Regions from separate parts of the Drosophila melanogaster genome. Here region 1 is linked to region 2. A link is a contact called in public HiChIP or PLAC-seq data. All regions are on one chromosome and are shown on one strand. The core of a region is the stretch at or near the end of the contact, and the rest is flanking DNA. Distances in the headings are between cores, read along the strand shown. Region 1 holds the start of CG9902. Region 2 holds the start of eIF4H1 (eukaryotic translation initiation factor 4H1).

Region 1 (6,691 bases), core at 1,450-3,949, 99 kb after region 2:
GCTTTGGATGCAATGGCTGCGGCTCTAATCTGTGTTCGGCGGCCATTTCCTGTGTAGCTGGGCTCCGAATCACTTGAGGCAGCCTCTTCCTCGTCTTCCGAAACTGTGGGATTTAAAATTCAATTCATTAGTTTGACTGAATCTAATCTTATATGAAAGTTGCTCAAAGAAAAAAGATTTCGTTGCTAACCTTCATACCAACATTTGCGTTTTGCGTGTCGCCGCATTTTCAGCTCCTTGGCTTTCTCTGCTTTATCATGCACTGCTGGTGTTGATTCAGCCTTTCCAGCTGCATTCGAGAGATTAGTCTCATTTTCGTAGCCCTCTTCTATGGTGCCATAGTCCAACTGTGGTCGATCCCTGTACTTGGCATAGTCGATCTGGAGATACTTCAAGTCGTCGCATGATTCGGCCATGTTAAGAGACACAAATTTTCTCTTCAGGTCCTGGCTTTTGAGTAGGGCACTGCAACGCTCGTCTAGCGTTTGCCAATCGAGAGCCCATGAGTATTGTTTATGTCGCGGTTGGAAGACCACGGTCAGAAGATCCTTGGTCATGTTGCTGGGTAGACGCAACGCCTTCAGCGACTCGTTTATTGGATCGTAGTCGGACACTGGATCTTCATGGTTTGTTATGGTCATAATCTGGTGCACATCGATGGTGGAGCTCAGCAGTTCGTACTTGACGTTGCCAATCGCTGGAGCAGGGAGCCCGCCCTCCTCCTGTCGATTTTTCATGATCCACGAACAGCGCTTTACTTCGTTATAATTTGATGATGTGGGGTGGAGGTAGAAAGCAGTCAGCCAGAATTCTGCCTCCATAAATCCATGGTCAGAGAACAATTTGGCTAGGTCAGCATAGTTTGCAGACATCTTTTGCTCCAAATCGAGCATAAAATCAACGGTTAACCCGGGATGATATCTCCACATTTCTAATGCATTTATTTGTTGCCCAATAATTTTCAGCAGCAGAGCAATCTTAGCAAATCTCCAGCCTGAAAAATTCTAAATTAAAAAAGCGCGGTGCTTAGTAAAGTTTTCGCTTTTGTTAGTTCTCATCACTTACCCGCTCTGCCAGCAATTTGTACACAAAGCTCAAAACTTCCTCATTGTTTGGTACATTTTGAAAAACCGGATCTACTTGTCTATCTTGTTCTTCGCCCACCTCAGGCTGAATCTTTTCGTCGTCATCACTGTTCTTGTAGTTGCTTATGTTGCTGGCTCGATTTCCCTTGCATATCTGCTGCTTGTAGTTGAGAATTAGGTTTACTAGATGCGGTTCAATGCAGCTGTTTCGCTGTTGTTCCATCTTCTTGAGCTCGTTTAGAAGAAAGCGCTCGCTGCTCTCGCGCTCCTCTACATAGCGATCCATTAGCTTTTTGAACTGTGGCAGGTGCTCCAGGAAATCGTGCTCGTTAAGCGACTGAAGATCCATCAATAAATTTCCCAGCACATAGCTGGAGTAGGCATCTAGTATGACGGCAAATGAAGTGACCATACATAGATTGAATTTCCTAAATGCAATTTTCTCAAAAAACGCATTCTTTCCGAGTCGAAGACGGACGCAAACGCGGGCAATAAGCCGAGCTGGCGTAAAGTTAATATCATGTGAGCTCGAAAATTCCTCCATGATCTGGACATAGAACCCTATGTTGTACATCTACGAGGTGGTTTTATGACGACATTTAGTTTTGTTATGTTAGTTACATGATGAATGTTTTCCTTACCAAATTATCAATCACAAAGCCTTGATTATCATCCCTAACAAAAGCGGCCAAGAGGCATACATGACCGATTAGTGTAATTGTGTTTTCATCCCCTTTAAAGGACACAAATGGTGCATTTTCGTGGATTTTCAGCCAAGCAGCTAGCATCCGAAGCGCCAGCTGTTTTACAGCCTCAAAGTTGCCGGCGTTAAAGAGCTGGATTAGTCGCAGCAGGGCCAGAGATACCCCTTCCTGCATGAGGAAAGCAACATCTAAGAAATAAGGCAATGATTAGATGAATCCTTGACGAAAATTAGTAATGGCTTACCTTCTCCTGATGCCGCTTGAACTTTGTGTTCGATGCCGTGTTGTTTATTCAGCTCCAGGTTAAGAAATAGCTGATGCAGGTAGGGCAGGCTCCAGGGCTTCGTCTGGAACTGCAGAACGTACGACCAGTTGATATTGGCCAGTTCACCAATCTGATGGAATGCCGGCATTGCTTTGGTGAGGGTGTAGAGCAAAAGCTGCTTGAGGCCTTCGGAGCAGGTCTTCCACTCTTGGCTAAACCACATCAGCAGCGAGTGGTAGACCAAAACCCTGACCATGTGACGCAGCGCTGGGTCCTTTAGCGACTCGGAATCCCTGGTAGGCAGGTGGCACACCTCCCATCCGTAGAGTAACTGCGACAACCGGTCATCGCCCATTAGCTCAAACACATCCAAAGCGCTGTGCTTATTGCAGAATACAAACATTTTCTATAAAACCAAGATTTAAGCAATGAAAACGTGTGCATAAGGATTTATGTACAAAGCAAGTCCTTACCGCCGAAAACTCGTCGTACTCTAGTTTCCTCGCACAATCCAGAAACTTTTGTTCATCGTGCACATCCTGAGAAAATATTATATCCATTTTGCAGCACTTAATTCATGGCAATGCTATGTCAAGTCGATTTCCTTTTTTTTGCCGGTTTCGATTTATTTTAATTTAGCTTGAAAGTTGCAACGAACAACAGCTGAACCCGATTACTGTAAATCGATGTTAATCGAAAGGGGCAACGCTGTCTACACGAGGTTCATATACTCGCTAAACTGTAAGGCTAGGCGTATTTGCTAAATGTGGAAGGTGCATTCGCTAAGGCCATTGTTGCCAACTGAAATTTTATTATGCAGGCAAAAGTAATTTAAAAATTTATTTGAAAGAAACAAGAATACAAAACACTTACTATAGACCAGAAGGGTATACGAGATTCGTTGGTAATTACATATATATGTAACAAGTAGAAGGAAGCGTTTCCGACCACATAAAAGTATATATATTCTTGATCACGATCAATAGCGTTTCCGACCATATAAAAGTATATATATTCTTGATCAGGACCAATAGCCGAGTCAATCTGGACGTGTCCGTCCGCATGAAAGTCGAGATCTCAAGAACTGTTTGTTGACCCATGTTGCCGCGCCCACAAACCGCCCAAAACGGGCATGCCCTCACTTTTAAAAAAAAGTTTTGAATTTTTTCATATTTTTATTAGTCTCTTAAATTTCTATCCATTTGCCAAACAACTCTTTTCGGGTATCTGATAGTCGGGGAATTCGACTATAGCATGCTCTCTTGTTGTCATTTTTGTTTTGTTTTTAATTTGGCAAAAAAAAAACCATAAAAAAGTCGTATGCGATTTAGTTTTAGACTACAGTATACAGTACACATCATACATAATTACGTTTATTGCATTCACTTACATAATTGGCATTCCACATTCATTTTACATATACGGATATATGTATATGGATCACACATATGTATATGTATATACTATTCATCATATGCCGATAGTTGCGACCCCAACAATCATCAAATTGCAACTAACTAGAAAAGGCAGGTAAGGAAATTAAATCAAATTTAACACTTCGACTGATGGTACTTTCGATTATGGGGCAACGTAAATGCGTAATCTTGTGACTTCGATTATCTGTATCTTTATGGGTAGGTAACTTCATCTTTATCTAGTTGGAGACAATCCAGAAATGCTTACTTTAAGGTCGAGTGTCGGGAGGCGAGACGGGATCGAATCAATCAGTGTATTTAGTTAACGACCGAACTCGCGCTTTCTCCTTCTGTGCTATGCAACTTCCTCGTTATATTTCCTCTGTCTCTGTCTCTGTCTTAACACACACACGATTTTAGTAGCTGCTACTAGCAGACTTGGCCTAGTTAATACTTAATGTGAAATACTCGCTGGAAATGAAACATTTTGCGTTTACAAAAATATCGCCGCACTCGAGGTGCTTTGAATTTATATATGTATATATATATAGTTATATATGCGTATTCATTAAAGAAAAGGGCTTTTGGGTTTGAATTTTAGACGTAATTATAAACAATTAAACACACTAATGCAGGGTTACACAATTTAGGCGACTATCGAATTAAAGTTTTCGCGCTCAAAGAAATATTACATTATATTGTACGGGGATAACGACCAGTGACGACATGTCTGCGATTATAGATAATCTAAGGGCAAGTGGACCAATCCTGCTCAACAGACACGCCCACTCGCACAGGCACACACAAAAAAAAAAACATATATAGACGGATATATCACGTAAATCTGAAAGGTTTAAACCTATAGAAAATAGAGAAAAGAAATCTATCACTTTTTTATCCTATTTCTTGCGGTCCGCACACACACACACACTGATTTCGCATCCATCCGCCTCTAGTGACTGATCTTTTGCAGCTTTTGCAATACTTTGAGACCCTGTTCCTGATACTCCTGCTTGGACATCCAGAAGCCGTCGCGATCCTTTGTCACCTCCGCCAGAACAGCTCCGCCGATAAAGACCATATCCTTGCGTCGCGGTGGATCCTCAATGCGTATTTTGAATTTCTGCAATGTAATCGTTCAATTTGTTAAACACGATGTGCATTGATTAGCTTTACTTGACAACTTACCGCCAGCTTTTCCGTATCGTTCTTGAGTACCCGCTCCAGGTACAGCTGTTTGATCTCACGCTCCAGCCGACTGGGAAGACCCGGATACATGGTGGAGCCGCCGGACAGAACTATGTGCTTGTAGAGTTCGGGCCGTATGTCGATGTCTGCCGCCTGGATGGTGTTGAAGGCCAGTTCCGCAATGCCCGGTCCCTCGACGTTGATCAAATGCGGCTGGAACAGAGCCTCTGGCGCCTCAAATCTCTCGCCACCGACCTTGATAACACGACCGTCGGGTAGCGTGTACGATTCCACCAGCACCGTCGTCTCCAGGGCCAAACGCTGCTCCATCTCGATGTCGTAGCCAATGTAGCAGAGCTTCTCCTTCATTATGCGAACCGTTTCGAAGTCGGCGGAATGATTGAAAGCGTAGCCACGTAGTAACAGTAACTAATGATCATAGATAGATGCGAAAGTATAAGTCACAGTTTGGCTATATGTAATTGTAAGGCAAAGCAACCTTAATCAAATAGCGAGTGATATCCCGACCGGCAATGTCCAATCGTCGCGTCAGATGGGGCAGGGCAAACTCCTCGTAGACGGGACATATATGCGTTACACCATCGCCCGAATCGATCACCACGCCAGAGATCAGACCCTGGGCATATAGCGTCAGCACGGCCTGGATGGCAATGTACGCCGAATCGAAGCCATATTTCTCGAACATCACCTGTGAACACAAACACAACAATGTTAGTTTGAAGTGGGATTTTAAAATATGGTATGACCTCACCTCAATCATCTTCTCGCGATTCTTTGTGGGATTCATGGGCGGCTCGGTTAGCAGGATTTTTGTGTTCGTCGGATCGATGTCCATCTTTTTGGGACCGAACGTGTAGTCCCACACGTGGCACATGTCGTCCCAGTTGCGCACCACACCGTTCTCCATCGGATAGGAGACCTCCAGCAGGGATCGCAGCTGTGAGGCCTCATCGCCGACCATCAGATCCTGTAAATTCGTTCGTCAGAGGACGCAGCGTTAGTGTCCGTGGCTTGGTCAATGGATAGCCATTGGGATTCGGATTGGTTTGGACTGTTTGGTTGGTTGGATGGTTGATTGGTTGGGTATTTGCTTAGAGGCTGGGATGGTTAGTCATTAGTGTGGGAGACATACACAGGTGTTAGGCACAATAACAGCGAGCACACTACAAGAATGCAACTAAACTCGTCTAAACAATCAACGATTAACAAGAGGCAGCAGTGAGTGTGAGTAGTTGCGGAAAAGGACTTGCCTTTCCGGAACACTGGCAAACACAGGGACGTGCAAAACAAACGGGGGATTAAAATAGGGCTAAGCAGACACAGGACATCATGCAGACGAGAACACATAACAATTTCAAATCAGCAAATCACAATTAAAACGAGAAGCAACTGAATTTGGTTGCCTTAAGATATGTACAAAAAAAACCAAAGGGTGTAAGCTAGGAAACAAATGGTATGAAAACATAGGAGTAAAACTTAAATAACAAAAATTATATTTACGTAAATTTGTCGTTAAATTGAACAGATTCGATTGGAATTCGGTTTTAAACACGCCTCAGATTTATCCGATATGAGAATTAATAGATTTGTTTTTTTTTTTAATTTTTTTTTTTCGATTGTGGATTTTGTCGATTTTGTGGATGGAGTACAATTATAGATGATGGCCAAAAGGAAGCAACAAGATAGTTGGACGGGGCCGGAATATAGTTGGGAAAATATTCAAGGCAAACAACTAGTGAAAAATGTGAACAGTTAACAGTTAAGTTAATTAATTAATTAAATCCTAAGTGCGCAGCTTGAACTTCAAAAAAATTTCGCAATATTTTGCCAAGCGTGTGTTATTTTGGTTTTTGGTATTTTCGTATTGTGTCAATCGTATACAAATTTTTATTATTTTATGTTTACTTGGTGATTAGATTTCTGGTAGTGGTAGTTTGGATTTTGGTTTTTTTTTTAACTATACAAACTTGACTTACATCGACATGTAAATCCTGCAAAACATTTGTTTTTAAA
Region 2 (6,873 bases), core at 1,014-3,513:
CGGTGGGATCGGTGACCGATTGCTTGAAGATGTCGTAGGCGACCGTCTTGTTGTTGTACTTCTTCTCGAAGTGCCAGGCGGTCTTCTGGTAGAGATCTTCCAGCTTCTCGTTGCCCTCGAAGCCGAGTATGTCGGCGACATGGCGGAGCAGTGAGTTGATGGCCTTGGCCTTAGCGAAGCGCTCGGTGCACTTCTCGACATCTTCGGGCGAAACGCGACGCTTCGACAGATCGATGTAGCCCTTCTCCTTGTCAACACGGATAACCACCACCGGTTCGGTCTTGCCGACACGAATCAGCTTGTTGATGGAGCGGATGCGCCGGCGGGACAGCTCCGACAGCAGGATCATGCCCTCGATGTTGTTGTACTCAAGCAGATGAACGTAGGCGCCCATCTCGGCGATGGACAGCACGTTCACCATAACGACATCCTCGATCTCCGGATACCGCTCGTTGTAGAAGCGCGACGTCAGGGCCATGTTAAAGTCTGTGGTCTATGGCCAAAAAATGGGCAATTTGGACTTTTCGAAATGAAAAACGTGTACAATTTCTGCCGAGCGGGCGCAAGAAGAAGAAGCGTAAGGTATGACAGTGGTGTTATCGATATTTAATTGCGTAGCCGGCAAAACGTTGCCAATTGGATTGCTTCTGGTCACACTGGAAAGGTGGGGCAGCAGCGGTCTATCGATTGTTTGTCACATGGATTGCCGGTCAATTTCAAATTTTACTGTTTTGGTTTTAATTTTGATCAGAACATTCGAAATAATAGTCCAAATGTGGAATGCCATCCCTTGGCGAGCTTGTTATTTAAATACCAATCAATTTCAAATTGGAAATGTTAATTTTTGTTAAATTTATTGCAATATTACAAAAATTGCGAAAATTGACCCAAAAGTTAAATTCTCAAAAAGTTATATAGATTGCTAATACTGATAAATAGGAATAAAAAGCAGTTGTTCTTTTATCTATATGTCACTTTTTATCCATGTTATGATGATAATTCCCATATGTCAAATTTTCATTTTTCATATTTATCTGTTTAAATTTGCAGAACATTTTAAAAGGTTGCATATTATCGCATACAAAAAGGCCATTAAATATGTAATGACATGTAGCTTGAATCGGTTTTTTTAGAAGCTACACTTTTAATTTAAAGAACATTAGAATATTTGTATAGGTTGGCTCCGTTTATTAGTTAATTATGACAGCGCGCGAGTACAATATATATTTATCTAACAGTTATCTATGATGGTCCCGATCTATTCTTTTTGGGAAAGGTAAATACGCGCCTCGTCGACCTATAATTAAATAGATAAGATTAAATTAAAGCGGGCCTCTAAGTGGTCAAAATCAGAATAGCCAAATACTTACGGTTTTGAACCAAACGGAGGGTCTAAAGATCATCTTAGATAGGAAGGTCATTTGGGTGCGTGGGCTAATGGCATGCATGTGAAGATGCTTCACCGTGATAAACGGCGGCAGATGGAATCCGAAGAGGGCATCATCGACAGAAACTCCCTTGGACACCAGAAGATCCTTCAGGGCGTTCTCCATGAGCTGCACTGTAAGGAATCCAAGGATATCAGAATTATTAGGGCATGGCCCGAGGTCACGCCAATTCCAATCTTACCCAAAGAATCGTGCGATTTGTTAAGATCCTTGAGGCTAGCGTAGTGCTTTTTTGTCACTGCTAAGTAATGGTGCTGGGAAGCGGGTTTAATGTCCTGGAAGATGACAAAGTCATCGTTTTCGACTTCCAAAACAGTGGAGGGGATCCGCCCATCGGAAATTAGGCAGAAAATGCAGTTGTCGTCCGCCATGACTTAATTTTAAGTTCAGTCTATATAAAATATAGCAGTTTGTACTTTCACAGCTGATTAGTTGTACTGTCGATAACGATAAGAACTATCCTGGTGCTCCAAAAAAAAATACCGCTAAATAGATTTTCAGTATTAAAAAAAACCATTTGTGTCCAGTTACTTTTAGTATTATTTTTTTCAACAAAAAAATTTATACAAACATATGTATTCCTCTCTATGTATTCAATGTCATTTTTGAATGTTTCATTAGAAAAGGAACAATTGTAGAATGCTAAACAACTATAAATATTAATCGATATCTGAAAATTGGACGCAATTGGGCATGCGTCCCTGCTAACGACCAAAATACTAAGAAAGGCGGCTATCAGCTAATTGGTGTGGTGACACTGCCCGACCAAATTCGCCGCGATAGTATTTTTCGCCCGTGTGTTCACACTGCGGTTTGCAGCGAATTCGCTCATTTGAAAAAAATAAAACATGGCTGGAAGAGGTGGTTATGAACACGCTAGGTAAATATTATTAATTATTTTTGCAATAGCGTACGCTCCGCGTTGGCCGCGAACCGCCGGTGCTTGTGAAAGTGGACGCGATGCGATCGAATTGCGCGAGTGCCGACAATCTGGGCAAAATGTGTAATAATGCACGCGGTTTTTTGGGGTTTGGGCAAAAAAAAAGGCAACACCAGCCCACCAACACACGCGCACGCTCTCGCCTCGCCGCTCGCACACCCATACAGTAATGTGCATGTGTATTGTACGTGTCGGTCGTTGGTCGCCGACACCGCCGCCGCCGCCGCCTTTGTACGTGCGTGCGTGTGCGTATGTGTGTGGTGTGTGTGTGTGTGTGGTGTGTGTGAGGGGCAGTGTGCGTTTTTTTTTCTTAACATTCTTTTTCGGTTTTTATTTTGTCGATTCTTTTCATCGCTTGCGTTGTTTTTCTTGGAAAACTCTGCTGCAGCTGTCGTCGGCGCCAACGTCGACTACGCCGCTGACAGCACACCGGCAGATTTCACATTAAAATCCCCCCACCCCTCATCAAAAAAAGAAAAAAGAAGAAGAAAATATGAACCCAAAAATAGTTGCAAATTCCATGCATAATGCAATTTTCGCCAAAAAGCGCGCGCGATTTAACCCCCACCCCCCTCACCATTTGACACCTGTCCCACTGCATTTGTTGTTCTTCGGTTTTTTTTTTATTTGTGCCTGCATCTCTGTTGACTGTTTGCCGGGAATCCGAGCCAGCGTTAGCCGGCCACATAGATAAATGCCGACCATGTGCGTTTTGCCCCAAGGGGTGGCGCCACAAACCACCACCACCCCCCCCCTCACACCACAGTCCCTCAAAAGGGAAGAAGAAGAAGAGACAGACACACCCCCATTAATTGGATTCGATGTCAAGGTTCCCAGGCCACGGAGTAATCCTCCACACAAAGGGGCACAGCAAATACCAGGAGCCAGAATCGAGCACACCATGCAGTTGCTTTGGTTGCGCAAATCTATAGAGGGGGATCTGTAATCCAACTTTAGAAGCTAACATACTACATGCAGAATAGGTTTTTCATGGGTGCATCCCATTTCCAAGATTCATTGCCTTTAAATTTATTAGTGTACTTACTCTACTAACCATTCATTTTTATTTCTCGATATTTTTCAGAAGCGGATTCGGTGGGGATCGGGCATCCAAGCAGTTGCCCACGGAACCGCCGTTCATCGCATTTGTCGGCAATTTGCCGCAAGGCCTTGTGCAGGGCGATGTGATCAAAATATTCCAGGACTTTGAGGTGAAGTACGTGCGGCTGGTGAAGGACCGGGAAACGGATCAGTTCAAAGGCTTCTGCTACGTCGAATTCGAGACGCTGGACAATCTGGAGCGGGCGCTAGAGTGCGATGGTCGGATCAAACTGGACGATCTGTCGGCGCCGCTAAGGATCGACATTGCCGATCGGAGAAAAAATGATCGGTGAGTTGAGACCAGATGATTGTATACTTTAGATTGAATCGATTGGAGCTCTCCATACGAACAGAGCACATGGAGCTTTCTAACGATTCCCCAATTTTATCACTTGACTAACCATATTTTGGACTTTCTTACAGCCCTGGTGGCGGTGTTGGCGGCGGCAACGGCGGCATGACCCGCGGCGACGGCGGCAGAGACGGTTTCCAGAAGCGCGGCCCACCTCGCCAGGGCGGCAGCAGTCAGTCCTACAGCCGGGGAGGTCCTGGCACTGGCGGCGGCGGTCGGGAGGGCGGCGGCGGTTCGGGTAATCGCGGCGATAGTAGAGGTTCGTACATTGATAGTTATGGTGGTCACAATGATAGAAGTCGCGGCGTCGGCGGCAGCGGCGCGGGCTCCGGCGGTGGCATGAATAGAGGATACAATGGTAAAGCATTTTTATCTGCCGTCCAACCAACCAACCAACCAACCAACACGTAGCTGCATCCCTCGTAGTGCCGCCAAAAACCAGTTATACTGATTACTTATAACGATTCTAAATCATTCGCATGGCTGGAAGACACATCCATGCTGCAATCCTCGAAAGTGAAAGTAGAATTTCCCCCATTGTTCTGTTTCGATTATCGTTTATGTTCCTACCTTGGCATCCTACTGCGGTTCTACATTCTGATCTTGCGTTGGTTTTGCTATATGTTTCAAGGAGTTGCCACAAGAAAAGACTATACAACCGTAGAAGTAGTAGTAGTATGTTTGTGCACATCATTATTTAAAGAATTGAAAGAACAACATGTTGGAGTCCTTGATTGGCAGGAATCCACAGATGGTTAATCGAAACTGATCGACAAGTTAATTTCTTTTGAAGTGGGTTTGCTACATACTTATTACTCCTGGACTGCTAGCTGTTACCGCCTATTTCCAACCTTCTTTTGAGCTTAGTTTGCGCCCATTGAAAACGCCCATATTGATAGCTCCCCTGTAGCAGTAGCTTAAGCACATTCGCACGCTTTTTACTTTGAACTGCATTTAGCTAGCATGTTGAGCCTAATTGTAAGCAGGTTACCACATGGCCCACAGGCACTAATCTAGTTGCTTCCGTTGCAGATCGGCCGGCAAATCGTGGTCGGTACGGCAGTTTCAATAACGACGATCGACCATTCGAGCGTAACCAGGATCGGGATCGCGGTCAGCGGGAAGGCAGCTATGGCAACCAGTCGCGCGACGGCGATCGCTACAACAACTTCAACCGGCACCGCGACCGCGAGCGCACCCACTACAATCCCAACCAGCAGAGCGAACGTCCCAGTGGCGGCATGACCGGCCTTGGCGGCGGCTCCGGCGGATCAGGAGGCCTAGGCGTTGGCGGTGGTTCCTCAATGGGCGCCATTGGTGAGTTGTAATAATAAGTACATACATATGTAGATGGGAGGATAGTCGAGGATAGTTTGTTTCAAACAAAACGCTAGGAGAATTTCATGTTGTTGTCCATATTTGCAAAGCATTAATTTACCTATCCATTCCCTGCCCACAGACAATTTTAGACATTTCAAGAAACCGATTTCAAGAATTATTTCAAATATGTGTCAATCGAGAGTATCACAATTAGCCGTACCACGTACTAGTAAGTCAGTTTAATGCAGGTTTTCGTAGTACTTCATTCATTGCATTTGAATGATGTACATGTAGGATTTAAGTTTGCCCAACCGATCAACCACTTATCAATTTACCTATCCGTTTCATATCCGCAGACGACAATGAGCGGCCACGTCTGCAGCTGAAGCCACGGACCATTGCCGCGCCCATTAACGCGGTGGCAGAGACCAAGCAATCGGCCTCGATCTTTGGCAACGCCAAGCCGCGCGAAGAGAAGCTGAAGGAGCTGCAGCAGAATGTCAATCACAACGGCGATAACTAGAGGGCTGGAGTTGGTCCGCAATACAATATATGCCTGATATGATATTTTGATGTGCGAGAACGAGATAATCCGAGATAGAGGGAGAGAAGGCGAGGAAGAGAAGAGGAGGAAGCAGAAATAGCAAGGGGGGAGGAGGAGGAGGAGGAGGAGGATGATGATGATGATGACGATGACAAGGAGCATCAGCAGCATGCATATATAAACACATACATTAATTAATAACACTACGCTACATACCTATTATATACGAATGATATGTACTACATTACAAGAACGAAGATGGAACAACAGGCTGGCCTCTGTGTCTCTGTGTCAGTGTCCAGTGTCAGTCAGCAAGCAACTTAACAACAAGCAACAAGCAACATGCAACACGCAACATCAGCAACAAAGCCAAGCAGCAATAATGCAACTATTCTAACTCTTTGCAACCAGAAAACATCCGCAACAGCAATGGAAAGTCTTTAAATGTTAGTCCTTAAGCAGCGATAAACTTTAGTCTCGTGCATATGGCCAATATATATAGTATATATATATATATGGTATATATATATATACGGTTATGTGCGCTTCATTGTACAGCAGCTGTATGCACGCTGCTATTTGTTAGTTAAGTGATGGATATAAACCAACAAAACAAAACATAAGAGGAGGAAAGTTCTACCATTAAGGTATAAATAGTAAACAAAAAACAAGTAAAACAAAACAAAAAAATGAAAACAATGCAAAACAAAAAAGAAAAAACTCGAAAAACAAAGCAAAAATCGAAAACAAAAACTTTTTGACAAAACGTTCAGCGTAGCAGGCAGGCAATTTATACAGTTTATATAGGAAAAAAAAGATAAAAAAAAACACACAAAAAAAAACATAACAAAAATAATTATTGAACAGACATACCTTATGAAATTAAAACACCAACAGCAGATCTTACAAAACAAATCGCAGAGAAGCAGAACATCCACTAAGTACGTAAAATAAAAAAAAAAAATACAAAAAAAAAAAAACCGGAAAAGTTATCATTTCAGATTCACTACAGAAAACTTATATAGCTACCGAAAAGCAATCAACTACATAGGTCTTATGTAGCTGAAGATAGTGTTAAAAGTCAAAGCCGACCAAATTATGCAAATATAATTTGGATATCCATATCCACCCATTATGCACTTCACATATTTAGGTCAATTTTATTTAC

The links. HiChIP or PLAC-seq counts read pairs in DNA pulled down with a chosen protein or histone mark.
Region 1: a POLR2A S2P HiChIP or PLAC-seq map of the Kc167 cell line shows a contact between it and region 2, with 7 times the contacts expected there. The contact joins the promoter of CG9902 here to the promoter of eIF4H1 in region 2. A contact is called at or near these places in 44 of 107 Hi-C or Micro-C datasets (the D17-c3 cell line, the Kc167 cell line, the ML-DmBG3-c2 cell line and 16 more) and 2 of 6 datasets of contacts at active chromatin or transcription factors (both in the Kc167 cell line).

The regions. Positions count from the first base shown.
Region 1 is chrX:16,544,821-16,551,511 of dm6, forward strand. It overlaps CG9902, which reads right to left and starts at 2,700. Exons shown (of 6, transcript NM_001272691.2): 1 at 2,528-2,700; 2 at 2,034-2,460; 3 at 1,727-1,977; 4 at 1,066-1,659; 5 at 191-1,004; 6 at 1-103. The coding sequence starts at 2,614. It overlaps Arp2 (Actin-related protein 2), which reads right to left. Exons shown (of 7, transcript NM_001103531.2): 4 at 5,430-5,645; 5 at 5,157-5,366; 6 at 4,658-5,086; 7 at 3,470-4,592. The coding sequence ends at 4,422.
Region 2 is chrX:16,446,402-16,453,274 of dm6, forward strand. eIF4H1 (eukaryotic translation initiation factor 4H1) reads left to right here and starts at 2,264. Exons shown (of 5, transcript NM_167522.5): 1 at 2,264-2,328; 2 at 3,476-3,778; 3 at 3,913-4,100; 4 at 4,874-5,158; 5 at 5,518-6,873. The coding sequence starts at 2,297. The coding sequence ends at 5,684. It overlaps CG34015, which reads right to left and starts at 1,901. Exons shown (of 3, transcript NM_001038759.2): 1 at 1,630-1,901; 2 at 1,371-1,561; 3 at 1,167-1,297. The coding sequence starts at 1,819. The coding sequence ends at 1,259. It overlaps eIF2alpha (eukaryotic translation initiation factor 2 subunit alpha), which reads right to left and starts at 592. Exons shown (of 2, transcript NM_001298400.1): 1 at 1-592. The coding sequence starts at 478.